2 separate regions of the Sus scrofa genome follow, and region 2 is linked to region 1. The links are chromatin contacts, called in public Hi-C maps. All regions are on one chromosome and are shown on one strand. The core of a region is the stretch at or near the end of the contact, and the rest is flanking DNA. Distances in the headings are between cores, read along the strand shown. Region 1 has its middle 37 kb from the start of PLEKHG3. Region 2 overlaps SPTB (spectrin beta chain, erythrocytic).

Region 1 (7,566 bases), core at 2,175-4,674:
GGCCTTGCTCAGTGGGTTAGGAATCTGGCGTTGCCGAGAGCTGCTGTGTAGGTTGCAGATGCGGCTCAGATCTGGCGTTGCTGTGGCTCTGGCGTAGGCCAGCGGCTGCAGCTCCAATTTGACCCCTAGCCTGGGAACCTCCATATGTCGTGGGATCGGCCCTAGAAAAGGCAAAAAGACAAAATAAATAAATTAATTAATTAAAAAAAAATAAGAGAACCTACTGTATAACAGGACAATCTACTCAACAGTTTGTAATAACTTATATGGGAAAAAAGAATGGGTATATTTATATGGATGACTGATTCACTTTGCTGTACGCCTGAACCTAATACAACATTATAAATCAATATACTTCAATAAAATTTATTTTTATTTTTATTTCTTTTTTATTTTTTTGCTTTTTAAGGCTGCCCTCGTGGCATATGGATGTTCCCAGGCTAGGGGTCCAACTGGAGCTACAGCTGCCAGCCTACACCACAGTCACAGCAATGCAGGATCTGAGTCCCATCTGTGACCTAAGCCACAGCTCACGGCAACGCCAGATCCCCAACCCGCTGAGCAAGGCCAGGGATCGAACCCACAACCTCGTGGTTCCTAGTTGGATTCATTAACCACTGAGCCATGATGGGAACTCCCTTATTTTTAAAAATTCTTAATAATTTTATTGAAGTATATTTGATTTACAAGGTTGTGATCATTTCTGCTGCACAAGAGTGATTCAGTTATACTGTCCAAACAGATTAAGAAAATAAAAAATAAATTTCAAATTCTAGGGTTTTTTTCGGTTTTTTGGCTGTACCTATGGCACGTGGAAATTTATGGCATGAGGACCCCAGCCACTGCAGTGACAACCCTGGATCCTTAACCCTGCTGTGCCTCAGAGGGAACCCCAAATTCTGCTTTTGAAGAAATAAAGGGGAATAAAGTCCTCGTGATGATGGTAGTATAATCACACTAGATAGATTGTCTAGGCCTCAAACAAATCAGCAGTAAACAAATGAGGCTTCTATTTAAACTTCTTCCACAGCATTGTTATTATAACCTCAGGTGCCAGCTGCTCGGCTGCCATCGTGTACGGCTCTCTGATTGCACAGGTGAGAGCAACAAGGGTTTTACAAACACTCTTTGTGAAACTGACCCCTTTTCCTGCTTGAGAATAAGTTATACCAGGCCAGAGTTAAGCTTTTGCTTCTGTGGTCTTTTCACCAACCCCTACCCACAGCCCGGACTCCCCACTCCTCTCTAGAGCCCCTGCAGAGTAGTCAGAAAGTGCTCTGTTCTTGGATTCAAAGGACCAGATCTAGTTGGGCTTCTCAGTGAGCAGTGTGAGGTCAACCTGGTGACCTGACTTCTCTGAGACTCCTCTGGAAAATGCAAACATTGAGCCTAGTGACCTTCTAGGTCTGTTCCCACTCCAGGGCTGATGCCCATCGTTATTCATTCATTCCGCTCACTTTGGCCAGACACTGTGCTCCATGTTGGAGAAATAAAGATTATGCTAACCCATGACTGGCCCCAAGGCATCCACAGCCTAGCACTGAGATATAATGCTGTGTGGCAAGTGTCATCAGAGAGGAAAGTGGGCACAATGCTGATTGAAAGCAGAGTTCTTGCTTTGGGAAGGGGGGGAGACCAGAAAAGCTTCAAGGAGAAGGAAATCTTTGAGTTGAATATTCCATGATAAGAAGGTGGGAAGGGGTGTTCCAGCCAGTGGGAGCAGCCTGTGCAAAGTCACACAGGTGACCGATGGGACGGCAGAGCCAATCCACTGCCAGTTGTTTGGTGTGGCTGGAACAGAGCTGGAAAACATGCAGAGACCTGGAACAGAGGCAGGTTTGTATGTACAGAACCAGCAGAGCTGACACAGGACCAAAGAACCGGGTGAACCATCAGGCGCCACCAGCCAGGACATCAACCGTGAATGCCAGCATCTCTGTAGAGGTCAATGAGGACTAGAGGACAGCAAGGATCTGGCGCCCAGACCAGCTACCCTCTTTATTATCCCAGAGCTACACACAGAGTAGGGGCGGGTGGGTGCATGAAGGGGTACAGTTACCCGTGGAGAGCAGGTAATAGAGCAGGCAGGGATTGAACGAATATTTATGCAAAAAAGACTGAACTAATTTAATAAAAGAATCTTAAAGTGGAAAAGACTGATTTTTCCTTTAATTGGCAAGTTTAAATTCTCCCACCTAACATGAATCTGTGAAGAAGCTTATATATGTTCTAAGAAATAAAGAGCCTAAATTTTTCTCTTTTTTAATGCACCTGAGTTATAGTATGTAATTTTGACACCTCTAGCTTTTTTTTTTTTCCTTTTTACCGCCACACCTGTAGCATATGGAAGTTCCCCAGCAAGGAGTTGATTCGAAGCTGCAGATACAGGCCAATGCACAGCCACAGCAATGCCAGATCCAAGCCACATCTGTGACCTACACCACAGCTCACAGCAACACCGGATCCTTAACCCAAAGAGTGAGGCCAGGGATTGAACTCATGTCCTCACAGATACTAGTCAGGTTCTTAACCCACTTAGCCACAACAGGAACTCCCATCCCTAGTTTATTTATTTATTTTTATTTATTTATTTGTCTTTTTGCCTTTTCTAGGGCCGCTCCCGCAGCATATGGAGGTTCCCAGGCTAGAGGTCTAATCGGAGCTGTAGCTGCTGGCCTATGCCAGAACCACAGCAGCTTGGGATCCGAGCCACGTCCGCAACCTACACCACAGCTCAGGGCAACGCTGGATCCTTAACCCACTGAGCAAGGCCAGGGATTGAACCCACAACCTCATGGTTCCTAGTCGGATTCGTTAACCACTGAGCCACGATGGGAACTCTGATCCCTAGTTTATTTTTAAGCCATATTTATGAGGCATAATATATACAGAATGGTGCTGTCAGTGGGTCTGGATATTTAATGTCCTAATCCTGTTGGTTCTCTGAAAAGTTTGCTTTTCTTTCCAAGGTGTTCCTTCTTGCCCGTTGGGATACAGAAGCCCTCTTTTCAGATCCCTCCTCCCCCATGTCCCTTCTCTCCTCCTCACCTCCTGGCAGGCCGGACCTCAGCAGCCTGGGTACCTGGGAATCCACTGCACACACTGGTCTCACTCCCTTTGAGCTTCAGGCATCTCCCTTCTCAAACTTTCTCCTCCCCTTTTTCCCCTCTGTTCTGTCACCTTGGTTTCCGTGCCCAGGTATCTCGTGATCTTATTTGCCACAGAGGTAGCCCTGCTGCCCAGCAACCACCCAGCCTCATTTTGTTGATTGGTTTGGGGTTTGTCAACAGTTGGGGTTCTTTCTCACTCAGGGAGGAAGAAGCAAGAAACCTCAGCACTGCAATTTCCTTCTCACCTCATAGCGATGGCGACAGATTCTGAGTCTCCAGGGCAGGGACGGTGTCTTTACATGCCCCGTTGAGTGTTGCTTTCACAGTGGTGAAGAAATAGGAGGTGAAAAGGTAACATAGGAGGGAAGAGCATCTGTGCTTAGGGGCAGGGCTCAATTTGCCTACAAGGGAGGACCTCAGAAGTGTTTCTCTTTCTGGTTGTGTCAGACATTTGCAAGCTGACTGCACCTCTAAGAAGCCACACACCCCTTCATCGCCCTCTACGAGCCTTTGCAAAGGGTCATGCCCAGAGAACTGAATGTCTCCTTGGGTCTCAAGCAGGAAGGGAACTTGCTCTTGGGGGCAGTGGTGGGTGGGGAGCATATGGGAAAGAGAGTACCTGCCAGAAGAGAGTGTGGTTGTGTGATGCTGGCTTTCTCCCTGCATGACAACCCTTCCCTAATGTCACTGACCTTTTTTTTTTGGCCTCCCCAGAGGCATGCAGAAATTCCTGGGGCCAGGGATCAAACATGTTCCAGCAAGTGACCAGAGCCACACCAGCAACAACGTTGGATCCTTAACCTGCTCAGTCACAAGGGAGTACCTGTAGTCAAACTTTTTAATAAAACTGGTACCATCAAAGACCTTAGGCTTTATCCATGCTCCAAAGGCAACAGGGGTGGGGAGGCAGTGTCTGTATTTATTCAATTCCCTTCATGGTTGAGTGATGTGGAATTCAGACTACAGGTTCTAGCCCTAAACTTCTTTACTGACTACCCAAAAGGCTGTGAGGAAGTTACCCAACCTCTCAGTGCCTCAGTCTCTCCATCTGTAAAATGAGGTGATCATAGGAACCAACCCACTGGGTTGTAGCAGAGATGGCATAGGAACCAACCCACTGGGTTGTAGCAGAGATGGAATGAGAGAATCCATATGCATTGGGCACATAAGAAGGGCTCAAAAATAGTAGCTGCTATGATTGTTATTATTATCATTGTCTCAATTAAGCACCAAGGATCCTGAAAGCTCAAGTGAAGCTAAAGAATTCTCAAGTCGCAGGGCAAAGAAACTCACTGACACACTCAATAAAATCAAACCCAGTTCCACTAAAGTGGGTGGTGAAGGCAAAATTCTCATGAGGGTGGGGAAGGGCTGCAGCTTTCCTTGCTGTGAGATTAGGGAGAAATCTCCAGGAGAAGGTGAATTCTGGGGGATGAGAGCTCTAGCCACCTCTTCCCATGCAGACAGTATCCCTGAAACCAGGCTGACCTTGAAAGAAGTGGGTTTCATTTCATTTTTCTTTTAATCAATCTTTCTTTCTTCTTTCTTTCTTTCTTTCTTTCTTTCTTTCTTTCTTTCTTTCTTTCTTTCTTTCTTTCTTTCTTTCTTTCTTTCTCTTTCTCTTTCTCTCTCTCTTTCTTTCTTTGGTTGTTGTTGTTCTTTAGGGCCACACCTGTAGCATATGGAAGTTCCCAGGCTAAGGGCTGAATCAGAGTTACAGCTGCTGGCCTATACCACAGCCACAGCAACACAAGATCCAAGCTGTGTCTGTGACCTACACCACAGCTTACAGTAACGCCGGATCCTTAACCCACTGAGCGAGGCCAGGGATTGAACCGCATCCTCACAGATACTTGTCCCGTTCATTACTGTTGAGCCACAACACGAGCTCCAAAGTGGCATTGATTCTACTGAGGAAGCCAACACGTTTCCTTTTGTCCATTGTGGCCTCTGTGTTGTCCATGTTATTGGTCTCCAGGATGTGAAATGTCATCCTAGGACAGAGCCTGGAAAAGAACGGGCTGAATGCCTTTAGAGAGATTTAGCCAACTATTGAAGAAAATGGGATTCACCTTCCCCTCGGACTTAAAATCATATGCTGTTTCAAGAGATCATAGGCAAAACATTCTCTGACATAAATCGTACCAATGTTTTCTTAGGTCAGTCTCCAAGGCAATAGAAATAAAAACAAAAATTAAAAAATAGGGGAGTTCCTGTTGTGGCTCAATGGGTTAAGAACCTGACTGATATCCACAAGGATTCGGGTTTGATCCCTGGCCTTGCTCAATGGATTAAGGATCCGGCATTGCCACGAGCCTCAGTGTAGGTTGAGGAAGCAACTTGGATCCAGTATTGCTGTGGCTGTGGCATAGGCCAGTAGCTACAGCTCTAATTTGACTCCTAGCCTGGGAACTTCCATATGCTGTAGGTACAGCCCTAAAAAGAAAAAAAATTTTTTATATTAAAAAATAAATAAACAGGAGTTCCCTTTGTGGCTCAGCAGTAATGAACTAGTATCCATGAGGACACAGTTTGATCCCTGACCTGCTCAGCAGGTTAAGGATCCAGTATTGCCATGGGCTGCTGTGTAGGTCGCAGATGCAGCTCAGATCAGATGTCACTGTGGCTGTGGAGTAGGCTGGCAGCTGTAGCTCTGAATTGTCCCCTACCTGGGAACTTCCACTTGTTGTGGGTGTGGCCCTAAAAAGACAAAAACAAACAAACAAACAAACAAAAGGGACCTAATCAAACTTACAAGCCTTTGTACAGCAAAGGAAACCATAAACAAAATGAAAAGACTACCTACAGAATGGGAGAAAGTATTTGCAAATGATGCAATCAAGAAAAGGTTAATTTCCAAAATATACAAATAGCTCACATAACTCAACAGCAAAAAGAGAAAGAGCCCAATCAAAAAATGGGCAAAAGACCTAAATAGACATTTATCCAAAGAATACATACAGATAGCCAGCAGACACATGAAAAAATGTTCACCCTCACTAACTATTGAAGAAATGCAGATCAAAATTACAGTGAGGTACCACCTCACGCAGGTCAGAAAGGCCACCATTAAAAAGTCTACAAATAACAAATGCTGGAAAGGATGTGGATAAAGGGGAACCCTCCTACACTGTTGGTGGGAATGTAAGCTGATGCACTCATTATGGAGAACAGTATGGCAGTTCCTTGGAAAACTAAAAATAAAAGTACCACGTGATCCAGCAATCCCATTCCTGAGCATATATGTAGACAAAACCATAATTCAAAAAGATACATGCGGAGTTCCTGTCGTGGCGCAGTGGTTAACGAATCCGACTAGGAACCATGATGTTGCGGGTTCGGTCCCTGCCCTTGCTCAGTGGGTTAACGATCCGGCGTTGCCGTGAGCTGTGCTGTAGGTTGCAGACGCGGCTCGGATCCCGCATTGCTGTGGCTCTGGCGTAGGCTGGTGGCTACAGCTCCGATTCAACCCCTAGCCTGGGAACCTCCATATGCCGCGGGAGAGGCCCAAGAAATAGCAACAATAACAACAACAACAACAAGAAAAAAAGACAAAAGACAAAAAAAAAAAAAAAAAAAAAGATACATGCACCCCTATGTTTATAGCAGCACTATTCCCAATATCCATAACATGAAAACAGCCTAAATGTTCATGGACAGATGAAGAGATAAAGAAGATGTGGAACATATATAAACTGGAATACTACTCAGCCATAAAAAAGAACAAAATAATGCCATTTGCAGCAATATGGATGCAACTAGAGATTCTTATACTAGGTGAAGTAAGCCAGCAAGAGAAAGACAAATACCTTATGATATCATTTATATGTGGAATCTAAAACATGACACAGGAATTCCCATTGTGGCTCAGAGTTTAAGAACTTGACTAGTATCCATGAGGATGCAGATCTGAGCCCTGGCCTCTCTCAGTGGATGAAGGATCCAGTGTTGCTGTGAACTGTGATGCAGATTGTAGGTATGGCTTGGATCCCGAGTTGCTGTGACTATGGTGTAGGCTGGCAGCTGCAGCTCCAATTCAACCCCTAGCCTGGGAACATCCATATGCCATGGGTGTGGCCCCAAAAAGACAAAAAAAAAAAAAAAAAAAAAAAAGACACAAATGAACCTATCTACAAAACAGAAGCAGACTCACTAACAAAAACAGACTGGTGGTTGCCAAGAGGGACGGGGCTGGGGGAGAGGTGGATTTGGGGGCTGGGGTTAGCAAATGTAAGCTATGATACATGGAGGGGATGAACAAGATTCTGTACAGCACAGGGAACCATATTCAATGTCCTATGATAAACCATAATGGAAAAGAGTATTTTAAAAAATTGTGTGCTATTTAAAGAGCAGCAATAATAATTGAGGTAATAATGAAAGGAAACTTTTCTTTTGCAATTGCAATATAAGGCTCACAATAATCTTGTTAAGTTCGTGTTATTATTATCTCTAT
Region 2 (7,122 bases), core at 460-2,959, 100 kb before region 1:
TAACCTACTCAGTGGGATCCTTAACCCACTGAGTGAGGCCAGGGATTGAACCCACAACCTCATGGTTCCTAGTGGGATTCATTTCCATTGCACCACAACGGGAACTCCCAGAACTAGTTCTTTAAACAACCCTTCCTGAAGTCCAATGGAAAATTGTCTTAAAGTGCAATTTCTCTGATTGTCGAAGTAATACTGTATCTTTAGCACATATACATGTAGCACTTTTCTAGCACCAAGTATTGCTCATGTAGACACCCTCTCAGGAAAGGAATAATATCATCTGCCTTTTCTAGATGAGGAAAGCAAGGCACAGAAGAGTAACTGACTTGTCTAAGAACATGCATCTAAGCACTGGAGCCAGGATTCAGATCCTGGCAGTCTGGCTGCAGACTCCGTGCCCTCAGCCACCAGGCTGTTCAGCCTTTCCACATGGGAGCTGGAGGGGCCCCAAGATCTGCCTAGACTCCCTCTATCCATCGAGGTACCTCCACAGGCCCATAGGGTTCCAGAGTTCAGCATGATAGAAAGGGTGAGGGGGTCAGCTGCTGGAGGCTCACCTGGCTTCCGGTGGAGCAGGGCTGTGTAGTCCTGCTCTGGCCCAGTGGGGTTTAGGGGAAGAGCAGCAGTGTAGGTTGGGCCCCTGGTTCACCAAGAAGGAGACCACCTAGGGCTCTGTCCTCCAGAGATGCCTTGGGGTACAAGACCCCTAAGGCAGGTACACCTTCACTGAGGTCCCAAGAATGAGGCTTCACTACCCCTGAGCCAGCCTCAGACGGGGTTGGGGGTGGCAGCATGCAGAGTGGTCACAAACAGGAGTCAGGCGCACGCCCCTAATCACAGCTGCACCCTCTCCAAGCGTGAGTGACCTGGGGCCAGTCACTGTGTCTGTGCCTATTTCCTCATCTTGAAAACAGAGATAATAATAGTATCTCTTTTATGGGGTTGTTGCAAAGATGAAGAGAATAATAAAAAATGTTTAGGATAGTGCCTCCTTATCTACATCATACATCAAAGGGCACAGAGCCCCTCACTCCCAAATCCTTATCAGAACCCAAGTGATGCTTTGGATCGGCAGAGGTACCGAAGCTAGAAGCCTTCTCTCCAGCACCCAGTGGGTGGCACCTAAAGATCTGCCTTCCAGCAGTGTCCTGGAGAGGGAGGCCCAAGGGGTGGGGGAGGGGGCAGACAACCTTGCCCATCCAAGGCCCAAGACGTATCTGCCTGAAAAACAAAGTCCGGTTTTGCCCCGTCACAGGTACAGCAATTCCAGGATGTGGCCACCCGCTTGCAGGCAGCGTACGCTGGAGAGGAGGCAGACAGCATCCAGAACAAGGAGCAGGAGGTGTCTGCTGCGTGGCAGGCGTTGCTTGATGCTTGTGCCGGGCGCCGCACACAGCTGGTGGACACGGCAGACAAATTCCGCTTCTTCAGCATGGTCCGAGACCTCCTCTCCTGGATGGAGACCATCATCCGGCAGATCGAGACCCAGGAGAGGCCCAGGTGAGGGGGTGTCCTCAAGGCAGCCCCACTGTGGGCCATTTTGTCTCAGAGGCTGGCAGACCAGGGCGCTGCAGTACGGAGCCTCCCTGGAGGGATAGTCCTGGACCATGGGTGCTCAGGAACCCCCAGGGGCACTCGAGGCTGGGTCCAGACAGGACCCGAGTGGCTCAGCTGCCACTGGGAGGACCTACCATCCCAGAGTAAAGGAAGTCTTGAGTGTGGCCAGAAAGACACCTGTCATTCAGATTCTGCAGTAGGGGCAGTGGCCATGGCTGTCAGTGAAAACAAGCTGTTCACACATCCACAGCTGGTCAGGTCCAGAAGTGGTCACTCTTCCCCCATCGTGGGCACATGGAAGCCACTTCCCTAAAACTCAGGAAGGAGCTCTTTGAGCAGGAGGCGGGGTGAGGGCGTAGGAGCGGGCACATGGCGGGTGGCTCTTTACACACTTTGTGTCATGTTAGCAATTATTGCTGGCCCGTCTCTGTCTCCCGCCCCTGCCCCTACGGTGCCAGTCCTGGGGGTCAAGCTCTTATATTTAACATCTTAATTGAGCTGTAATTCACATGCCATCGATTTCAGCCTCTTCAAAGTGTACCATTCAGTGGGTTTCTTCATAGTCATAGTTGTACAACCCCCACCACCATCTAAGTTTAAAAGATTTTCATCATCCCTCAAAGAAACCTTGTACGCTTCGCAGTCATCACCCCCAACGCCCCTCTCTTCTTAGCCCCTGGCAACCACTAATCCATTATCTGTCTCTAAATTTGCCTGTCGTCAGTTTTTCACATGAGGAGAATCATACATAGCGTATGTGGTCCTTTGCAACTGGCTTCTTTCACTCAGCATACTCTTTCCAAGGTTGTAGCATGGATCAGTACTTCTTTTTATTGCCCAGTTTAACTTTCCCAGGCGGCTTTTGGGGTCCCTGCACCCCCTGCCCATGTCCTGACCACTGACAAGGGAGGACACTAGGGCATCAGTGTTCCTGCTGAGGCCAGGTTGGCAGAGGACTTCCTGGCTGTCCAGAGAGAGAGGAGGGACCGGGGTCAGACTCCCAGGCAGGTAGGGGCACCCCTCTGGTTGGGACTTGGTGTCAGATGGCCCAGAGTCACCCCCTCCTTCCTTTTTCCCCCAAACTCCCACCCTGCCCCCATCCCCCACAGGGATGTTTCCTCAGTGGAACTGCTCATGAAGTATCACCAGGGCATCTGGGCGGAGATGGACACGCGGAGCAAGAACTTCAGCGCCTGCCTGGAGCTCGGCGAGTCCCTGCTGCAGCGGCAGCACCAGGCTTCAGACGAGGTAGGAGGGACAGCAGGACAGGGACGAGGCTTCTCCTGTCCTCGCCTCCACTGCCGGCGGGTCCCAAAGCTTCCTGGGAGGGAACCTGAGGCTCTGAGGAGGCTCATCTTTCCTTCACCCAGGGAGCATCGGGGCTGTGTACAGGTCCAGGGATTACAGCGCCACCACCCTGTTTGAGGAGCTGGCTGCTCTGTAGGGAGAGCAGGCTTATAACCCACCTCACCCCCACATGTGTGCACGCCTTGGTGTTGGTGACAGCCAGTTCCTGGGTGAGGCACATGTTAAGCTCAGAGAGGTTAAGTGACTTACCCTAGGCTACACAGCTGGCAAGTGGCAGAGCTAAAACTAGAAGTCAGATCTGGGTGACCAAGCCCAGCAGGCTTTTCAGGGCCCTTCCGGGCACCACCTCAGATGGGGGGAAGGGTTACCAGAGCCTGAGCCATCTTCCCTTCCTCCTCACAGATCAGGGAGAAACTGCAGCAGGTGGTGTCCAAGAAGAAGGAGATCGATGAGAAGTGGAAGGCCCGCTCTGATCGGCTCAGCATGTGTGAGTGCAGCCTGGGCACCAGGGAACCTGGGGGCGGGGGGATGGCACCACGTGGTGGATTTTCCCTGCCAGCCGCTGGGAGAGAGCCCCCCACAGCACAAAGCTCTGGGGCCAAGGGCCTTGGGGGTCCACAGAAAGACCCAGCTTGAAGCCCACCTCTGACCAGCCAGGACCAGCTCACTGTCCACCCCCCTACCCCCTGCCTCCTGCTGGGCTGCTGTCCCTGCAGGGTCAGGGTAAGGCTCTAGTGCACCCCAGATGTTTCATCTGAGCCACGGGGGGCATAGATGGAGCTCTGCCTTCCACAGCTGGAATGTCCCATGGCAGCTTGTGCACGGCTGTGTGAGACACCCAGGGGCTGGAAAGGGAACGTTCAGAGCGGAAAACTGTTCCTGAAAGGGAAACGTGGAAACCACATTTTGTTTTCAAAGTAGAGTTTGTTCTAATCAATGCGTTTTAAAAATATCACTATTGAGGAGTTGCCGTTGTGGCTCAGTAGGTTAAGAAGCCGGCTAGTATCCATGAGGCTGCAGGTGCAATCCCTGGCCTTGCTCGGTGGATTCTGGCATTTGCCACAAGCTGTGGGGTAGGTCACAGATGTGGCTCGGATCCCGTGTTGCTGTGGCTGTGGGGTAGGCCGGCAGCTGCAGGTCTGATTCAACCCCTAGCCTGGAAACTTCCATATACCATGGGTGCAGCCCTAAAAAAAGACAAAAAAAAAAAATCGCTATTGATGGAGATGCTGTAGGGGCCCAGCCATGGGGATGGATGGAGTGGCCTCAGGCAGCAGGTCACCACACAGTTCAGGGACACCTGGCAGCTCAGACTCACCACCAGCTCCGTGTCTGTGAGTGACCCCAGGGTCCTGGCAGGAGCAGTCCGCTGGGTGCTAATGGGCTCCCGGACCTTGTTCTCTGTGCCAGTGCTGGAAGTGTGCCAGTTCTCTCGGGATGCCTCTGTGGCCGAAGCGTGGCTGATCGCCCAGGAGCCCTACCTGTCCAGCCGGGACTTTGGACACACAGTGGACAGCGTGGAAAAGCTCATCAAGAGGCACGAGGCTTTCGAGAAGTCCACGGCCAGCTGGGAACCGCGCTTTGCTGCTCTGGAGAAGCCCACCACGGTGAGCTGGGAGGCTCGGGGCCGGGGGCAGCCAGGCCTGGGCGTTTCTCAGGCCAGCAACTCTTAGGCAGTTACTGGGCACCTGCAGACAGTGGAGAAGGCCAAGCAAGGCGGGCGAGTGGGGGTGGAAATTGGAGTGGGAGACAGTGCTGACTTTTGAACACAAGAGACCAAAAGGGATAATTCCAAAAGGAACAAACAAGAGGCGTGGTGGGTACAGGGAGCCTCTTTCAAGGAAGGTTGTCTGAGGGAAGGTTCCCCTCTGGGGCTGCTCTGACCCTCTGGCCTTTCCATCCCCTTAGCTTGAGCTCAAAGAACGCCAGACCCCGGAGAGACCCAAAGAGGATGCTGGGTAAGTGAGGGGAGGCCACGGCTGGAGCCTGCTGCTGAGGGCGGTGAAGGAGGGAGGGAGCTTTTAATCAGAAACAGGCCCCCTGATGTTTCAACAGTCCACGTGTGACCTCTCACCCTTCGGCCACTAGTTGGAGAAAGCCAGAGTGTCTGGAGCTTACAGGCAAAGAAGAGCTTACGTTTTCCCCAAATGATGGGTGGCCTGAAGGCCTGTGGGTGGAGGGAGGGGAGGGGCTGCTGCAGCGTAGCCCCCACACTCGGGAACTGGCCGGAACATGCCCAGAGGCTGGCCCCATGGAACCATGTCCACTTCTGAAGCATCCGCTTTCACTTTGCAGGTTGAGCAGCTCCTTGCTAAGTGTCTGCCAGGCTGCAGACTTGGCTTGTGTTCCCTGGGGAGGAGGTGGGAAGCCAGGCCTCAGAGATGGGCTCTAGTCTCGGAAGGGGGCTCCTTTCTAAAGCAGGACCATGAGAAGTTCCCATCATGGCTCAGTGGTAACACACCTGGCTGGTATCCATGAGGATGCAGGTTCAATCCCTGGCCTTGCTCAGTGGGTTAAGGATCCAGCGTTGCCTTGAGCTGTGGTATAGTTTGCAGGCAAGGCTCAGATCTCATGTTGCTGTGGCTGTGGGGTAGGCCAGTAGCTATAGCTCTGGTTTGACCCCTAGCCTGGGAACTTCCATATGCCTCAGGCTCAGCCCTAAAAAAAAAAATGAAAAACATAAGTAAATACAACAGGACCCTGTCTTCTGTAGGCCTCAAGAGGAGGAAGGCGAGACAGCAGGGGAGGCTCCCCGAGGTCCCCACCGAGCAGCCACCGAGAGAACGTCCCCGGTCAGTTCCCTGTCCCATTTGTCTAGTTCCTGGGAGTCGTTGCTGCCAGAGCCCGCTCATCCCTACTAGGCTCCGCAGGGCAGAAGGCCAGGATGGGCACGTGCCGCCCCCGCCCCTGAGGCCCCTTCAGCCAGTCTTCCTTTTTACCGAGCTTTTCTTCATTCCTGGAATAATTGCCCTCGTCCCTTCAACCCAGAAGAAACTGACACGCCAGCCTACTGACATGACTCTCTTAGTTTGGTTTTATCTGGTCTAATAAATTTTATTGTATAAAAATACATCACCCTCTACATCGGGGGGCACAGTTTATAGGGGGCTGATCCCATTTTGTATACTGTCCTTTGGCCCGTTTTCCCTCTAATGTCATCCTTAACTCAGTAGCCTTCACACACAGACACACACACAGACACATATGCACGCATGCACCCATGCATGCATGCACGTGCACACACACACACACACACACACACACACTCATACACTCACAAATGGACCGTTTGGTCTTGTCTGCCCCAGCGTGGCATTTCGGGCAATGAAGCTGGTACCCCCACCCTCTGGCAGCTTCCTCCCCCTAAGCAGAGACCCCTCCCCTTGGTACCTTCCTGGCCTGATGCCTGTGGGGCTGTGAGTTGGAGATGGAGGTGGTTCTGGGGCAAGAACAGTCTTGAGGGAGCCCTTCGGGAGTGAGGAAGAAAGGGCTTCTGGGTTACATGCCTCCAGCCTGGAGAAAAGGAGGATGTTGGGGGTATGGGGGGAGGGACCCAAACACTCCTGTTGCCAGAGGCCTGGTGGATGGCTTCAGGACCTTGCCTGGAATAGATCTTTTAGCTAAAAGGATCCAGGAGGTCTATGCAGGAAGTCTGGGAGGCTGTGACCCAGGTTTTGGGGAAGTGTCCAGGGAGCAGCTGACTGAGAAGAAAGCAAGAATCCAGCATGTGCCTTGCACGGCTTTGCCACTGCAGGTAGACCACCTGTCCAGGTGCCCAGGTGAGTTTGCCCGAACCTTTAGGAGTTCTTGCTGGAAATTTCCACTACACCCACAACCCCAGAAAAATGCACAACACCGAGCACTTCCTGGGCAGAATCCCTGTCAGATTTAGCTTTCAGCCCTTCCCACACTTCTGAGACACACACACACACAAACACACACACACACTCTCTCAACACTCACACTCTGAGCTCCCTCTGCCACCTCCAGCTGGGCCAGAGGCCTCCCTTTCTGAGCTGCACCAGCTCTTCATGTCCAGCAGAGGGCACCTAGGCTCCCACCAAAGGGTCTCTCCCAGGAGTTCCCTCTGAAGTGCCCATCGTCCCACTGGGGGTCTCTGGTGGACTTCGTCCAGGTCCCCTTTTCTCAGAGACAGCCCTCACTGAAAGGAGAGAACTCTGGGGCCTGGCACGGCCTGTGGACACGTGGGCTGGTCTCTGCCACCTGCGCTTGGGCTGTGCGTCTCTGTGTGTCTGC

The links. Hi-C and Micro-C count contacts between places; a contact is called where the count stands out from the background.
Region 2: a contact with region 1 is called in a Hi-C map of retroperitoneal adipose tissue, with 2.0 times the contacts expected there. The contact joins two enhancer-like sites. A contact is called at or near these places in 21 of 47 Hi-C or Micro-C datasets (alveolar macrophages, blood, embryonic fibroblasts and 13 more) and 1 of 2 datasets of contacts at active chromatin or transcription factors (alveolar macrophages).

The regions. Positions count from the first base shown.
Region 1 is chr7:88,723,674-88,731,239 of Sscrofa11.1, reverse strand. No RefSeq gene overlaps it. Among named protein-coding and RNA genes, the nearest start is that of PLEKHG3, 37 kb to the left of the region's middle. Within about 2 kb of position 3,424, at least 11 of the 83 cell types and tissues checked have an H3K27ac peak or open chromatin away from gene starts, as enhancers often do. A contact at or near this core is called in retroperitoneal adipose tissue, where this site is marked.
Region 2 is chr7:88,827,343-88,834,464 of Sscrofa11.1, reverse strand. SPTB (spectrin beta chain, erythrocytic) reads left to right here. Exons shown (of 36, transcript XM_013978290.2): 27 at 1,256-1,500; 28 at 2,667-2,805; 29 at 3,268-3,352; 30 at 4,276-4,472; 31 at 4,774-4,823; 32 at 5,579-5,657. Among named protein-coding and RNA genes, the nearest start is that of PLEKHG3, 66 kb to the right of the region's middle. Within about 2 kb of position 1,709, at least 1 of the 83 cell types and tissues checked has an H3K27ac peak or open chromatin away from gene starts, as enhancers often do. A contact at or near this core is called in retroperitoneal adipose tissue, where this site is marked.